Linked DNA regions of Sus scrofa: region 2 is linked to region 1. A link is a contact called in public Hi-C data. All regions are on one chromosome and are shown on one strand. The core of a region is the stretch at or near the end of the contact, and the rest is flanking DNA. Distances in the headings are between cores, read along the strand shown.

What was found. Hi-C and Micro-C count contacts between places; a contact is called where the count stands out from the background.
Region 2: a Hi-C map of retroperitoneal adipose tissue shows a contact between it and region 1, with 1.5 times the contacts expected there. The contact joins two enhancer-like sites. A contact is called at or near these places in 1 of 5 promoter capture datasets (liver), 23 of 47 Hi-C or Micro-C datasets (adipocytes, alveolar macrophages, brain and 13 more) and 2 of 2 datasets of contacts at active chromatin or transcription factors (alveolar macrophages and skeletal muscle).

Annotation. Positions count from the first base shown.
Region 1 is chr9:130,321,767-130,324,466 of Sscrofa11.1, forward strand. All of the region lies in intron 8 of RPS6KC1 (ribosomal protein S6 kinase delta-1), which reads right to left. Among named protein-coding and RNA genes, the nearest start is that of RPS6KC1, 130 kb to the right of the region's middle. Within about 2 kb of position 1,310, at least 11 of the 83 cell types and tissues checked have an H3K27ac peak or open chromatin away from gene starts, as enhancers often do. A contact at or near this core is called in retroperitoneal adipose tissue, where this site is marked.
Region 2 is chr9:130,370,877-130,373,576 of Sscrofa11.1, forward strand. RPS6KC1 (ribosomal protein S6 kinase delta-1) reads right to left here. Exons shown (of 15, transcript XM_021063842.1): 6 at 1,803-2,165. The coding sequence starts at 2,094. Among named protein-coding and RNA genes, the nearest start is that of RPS6KC1, 81 kb to the right of the region's middle. Within about 2 kb of position 1,330, at least 3 of the 83 cell types and tissues checked have an H3K27ac peak or open chromatin away from gene starts, as enhancers often do. A contact at or near this core is called in retroperitoneal adipose tissue, where this site is marked.

The sequences.
Region 1 (2,700 bases), core at 60-2,559:
CCTTTGGCCAGAAAGTGTAGGCTTTTGTTAGGTTCGTTTTTGGTTTGTGCCCGTTATCTTCTCTGAGTTGCCCATTTCTCCAACATCCAGTATAGAATAAGTGAGGCAAGAGAAAATTCAGGGAATTCACCACCATGCAGTCTATTAGGTCCCATGGTCACTAGCCTGTCCTCCTTTCATTCTCGACTTTGCAGAATCTTCTTATGTTTGTTTCTTACATAATGTCCAGAGTTTTATTTATACTTGGCAGAAAGAACAGATAAAAGGATATCAACTCCATTTTTCTCGAAGCAAAAGTCCAACATCTAAAATTTGATAAAGATACTAGATAATGTTATTTCACCACACTGTTTAAATAAAGGACAAATTCCTATTAATCCAATTCGACTCAATGTTCCCGCAAAGAGTAGATACCCAAACACTGATGCTTCTGTGTCCCAATGACAGTTTTTCCACGTCATAGACGATATTAGTTAAGAACCTTAAAAATATTAAGTACTAGTCTTTTACATCTACTCAATATGAACAATCTCCATGAATTTTCTCAATCATATTTTAGTCACAAAATAGAACCCCCTATATTTTTTCCAAAAGCAAGGCGACCTAAAAATTCTCCCCAACAAACATCAGGTAAAGCTGAGAAGCTAACTTGATTACAAAATGCCAAGGCACTTGATGTAATAGTTTTAGGTTTACAAAGTATGTGGCATCTCTTATAAAGCATCCTAGTGGAATTGATTTTTTGCTTGGTCTAGCCAAACGATCTTAACCTTGTAAACACCACACACACACACACACACACACACACACACACACACACACACACACACCGAAGGACTGGCTAAAAACAAACGATCTTAACCTTGTAAACACCACACACACACACACACACACACACACACACACACACACACACACACACACACCGAAGGACTGGCTAAAAACAAACCAGAAACCCACAGGAAGTTGCAAAAATAACACAGAGTTCCATCCACCCCTCACCCAACTCCTCTCTATGGTAACAGCTTATTGAACATATCAAAACCAGGAAACTGACATTAGTATATTACCGTTTACTAGATTGTGGACTCCTTTATCCTTTTTATAGATATCCTACATGAACAGGCAACCTTCTCAGAAACTCTCTCCCATAGGGGCATCCTATTAGCAGTCAAACTACCAACCCAGACTGCAAATTACCTATACATAAACAATCCTTCTACATACAAACATATACACCCCCTCCATATTCATACCTCACACACATAAACACAAAAGTTTGAACCCACACAGCCACAAACTTACATGAAAAAACAACAATCAATCTTTCTTATCTGAGTATTGTACTTCCACTGATTTCTACTTTCTCTTGCTATTACTACATGAAGGCTATAGGTAGAATCTGAGGGCTAAAAGAAATCTTCAAAAGTTATCTAGCAAAAAATCCAACCAATGCTTGAATTCTTTGTACAACAACCTCATCCATGATCCTTCAGCCTTTACTTGAATATTTCTAATTACAAGAAACAAATAAGATACGGAGAGATCCAATCTGCCTTTGTTCAATCCTAATTCTTTTTTTTTTTGGTCTTTTTGTCTTTTTTGTTGTTGTTGTTGTTGTTGTTGTTGCTATATCTTGGGCCGCTCCCGCGGCATATGGAGGTTCCCAGGCTAGGGGTTGAATCGGAGCTGTAGCCGCCGGCCTACGCCAGAGCCACAGCAATGTGGGATCCGAGCTGCGTCTGCAACCTACACCACAGCTCACGGCAACGCCGGATCGTTAACCCACTGAGCAAGGGCAGGGACCGAACCCGCAGCCTCAGGGTTCCTAGTCGGATTCCTTAACCACTGCGCCACGACGGGAACTCCCAATCCTAATTCTTGAAAGTTATCTCTAATCGCTAGTCAAAATTTAGAAAGCCTGTATTCATTTAGTTCTCGTTGTATTCTCTGGGGGATGTGAACAAGCAAGGCTTATCCCTCGTTGCTTTTCTCCCAGGGGTACAGAGACTCTATTTGCCTAAGACGTCCTAGTCTGCGTCTGTTCATCTGGCATACTTAGTAACTCCTTTCACCCTCAAGATTTGAACAAAACATTGTATATCCATTCTATCTTCAATAGCCCTCAAAAATATGAAGGCCACATATGTTTTTATCAAGTTAACCACCCCTCATTTTCTTCTTTGTATGTTTTGAGGGCCTTCACTGACCTTATCAGTCTTGCTTCTGAATGCATACCAGCATATTTCTATTCCAAGAGCTTAAGTTCCTTGTCATATATAGAAAGATTTCATAATCATTGAAAGATTTCATAATCCCAATTAAAGAACAGAGTATCATTTACTTCCATTTGAATACTAGACAAGATACAGCTGTGAAATTACTGTCCCTCTGGGTAAAGACGGTTGTGTGTCTTGAACCATGATACTAGGCAACAGTCTCATATTATACCAGTAGGTGTCGCTCTATATATGATCTATTTAAAGTTACTTTAGTCTCAATTTCATTCATTCAACAAATATTTATTGAATGCCCATTATATGCCAGGTATGATCCTACGTGCCAAGATTATAGACATGAAAAAAAGACAAGATCTCATTTTCATGGAGTCCACAGTCCAGATATATTAATGAACAAATCTACTTTATTTACTTACTATATAAGTCTGGAAAATCTTATTCCTAGGGAAATTTTATTTTC
Region 2 (2,700 bases), core at 80-2,579, 49 kb after region 1:
GCTCATGGCAATGCCAGATCCTTAACCCACTGAGCGAGGGCAGGGCTAGAACCTGCGTCCTCGTGTATATCAATTGGGTCCCTTACCACTGAGCCATGACAGGAATTCTAAATGATAACATTCTTTAAGACAGAGGTCTAGTAAATCTGTTATCAAGTTTCAATGGAGAAATAATTTACCACCATAAACCCAGTTACTAACTAAATGTTAGATTTTGTTACTTGCTGATAAGCATCCGTAATTCTTATTTTGAAGCAAAGATTTTTATTTTTCTGGTGCCATCAAGTGGTAACATTATGAAGTGTTCTATGGTTAAATGCAAATAACTTTTAGAAAAGTATCACACTGACGTCTTTTATATATGCCAATTTTGTGTTTTAGCACAAAATTATATAGATAGGAAAGGGGAAAATATCAGAGCCAACTGTATACAACTCATCCCCATTTTAAACTTCCAACCCAAAATAAGAATTAAGACAAAGGAAAAAAATGAGTAGATCATTAAGACCACAATGCTCCACTAGCATACCAAAAAACTCCCAAAGACTATGAAGGTAACTTGAAAAACAAAAACTTATATCAAAATGATATATCAGTCAAACTACAAGAAGTGCTTCCTCTTGAAGCTCCATTAATGTGGCAGCAAAAAAAAATTTTTTTTTAAATTAAGGCAAAACCCTGTAAGAACAAAAAAGACTGAGAGCAAGGGGAAGCAACAAAATTTTAGAAGCTAAATAAGTATGTGGATGAGTAGTTACTGACTTGGGCAACTCAAGGAAGCTGTCTGACTTACATAGCACTATAAATCTCGCCAAAATTTCACCAACTGGTACTACTAGGTTTCTGTGGAAGTGAATATGAAGGCTAAAAAGATGAGAATTCATCAAAATCCTGGTTACAAAGTAGTAAGGACACCACTACACACACTCTCCCTTCTACTCCATACAGCAGTCAGCTTCAATCTGTTCCCATAATGAAAAGGCAAATGATAAAAATTGATGCTTATTTAAATAAATAAATAATTTTTAAAACCTGAGTCCTACTTACAGACACTCAGCTCCATGTGTCCCATATCACCCCCACAAATTAGCTGAAAATTTAGCGCAACTAACAAAGAAAGAAGCAGGCAAATCCAAGAACCCTTTACACTTCTTTTTGCTTTTTAGGGCCATACCCGAGGCATATAGAGGTTCCCACGTTAGGGACTGAATCAGAGCTACAGACACTGGCCACAGCCACAGCCACAGCAATGTGGGATCTGAGCTGCATCTGCCACCACAGCTCACGGCCACACAGGATCCCCAGCCTACTGGGCGAAGCCAAGGATCAAACCCACATCCTCATGGTTCCTAGTCGGGTTTATTTCCACTGCGCCATGACGGGAACTCCCTACACGCTTAGTTTAAAAGTGCATTTCACCTCATCTCTTCAGGCCATTTGAGAGTAAATACACTAATGAATTTCTGCGAATCTCCTGAAAGAGGTGAAGACTGGCCAACACTGCCCATGTCAGAAAAACCATTATTCATACAAGAAACTTAGAGGCTTGATTTTTTTTTCAATTCCATTTCTGTTGATTACTTGATCAAAGCAGAGACTTAAATATCTCTGAAACTGTCTTCTATCTCATGTAACTAAAAGTACATGTTCATCTTTAGGTCATTTAATCTCCAGTAATTTCTCCTTTTCAGTCACAGTTTTACATAGGATTATACATAAGAAACAGTTATATGTGTATACTTTTTCCCCCAGATACCACCATAACAACAGGCCAAAACACATTAACATAGATAAAACTGTACCTTGGACACCTTCAAGGAGTAAATCAACTCCCTTCCTATAAAAATCAGAAGCAGCTTCATAGTCGTCGTCTTCTTCCTTTTTTAAGGCCAGCTTTATTAACTCTCCCGCTTTCTCCAAATAATCTCTCTTGCCAAGCCTGGATTTTAAACTGCCAGGAAAGAGACTTCGACTTTCTCGTTCTTCTTCTGTTTTGGTCGGCTCGCTCTCAGAAGCAACAGCTCCTAGAGCTGAAGAATCCGAAGAAAGACTGAGACCAAAAGTTCTAATGGGAGAATTTTGGTTGGAAGCCATTCCATCATCCACCTCAGCAAGAGAATCCACATCGACAGTAAGAGACAGCAGATCACTGTCACTGGAGAAGCCTAGAATATGATGACAACAGTAAGCAGACATTAAACTGAGAATCAGCCAAAAGAATACAAATCATACTGACCACTCATTTTTTTTCATACTACCCAAGTCAATTAGGAAGGCTGTAATTCACTGATGGAAATCAGTGTCTAGCAATTTGCTTCAGCTCAGGTCATTCATTTTTGCACTGTCTCTCTGTAGCTCTGGAAGACACTCACCCTGTCTTAACTATCAAACTAAAACTGAAGACAAGTCTTTATCTAGCCTTGTTGTCAAAAAGAGCCTTGAATACAAGATCTTGTAAACTATTTATGGAAGATAGACGCTTATACACACAGCTGCTGTGAAAAACAGCATTATGATAAAAGGAGAAGAGTAAGAGCTTTAGAATAAGACAAAAAGAAGTGCTTGAATCCCAGCTCTTAAAGCTTCCTGTGTGACCAACAGCAAGTTACTTAAGAATGTAACTCATTATACAGGGCTTCAAGTGAGGAATAGAGTTAAGGCATATAAGAGGCTATCATTAAGTTATAACTATTATAGCAA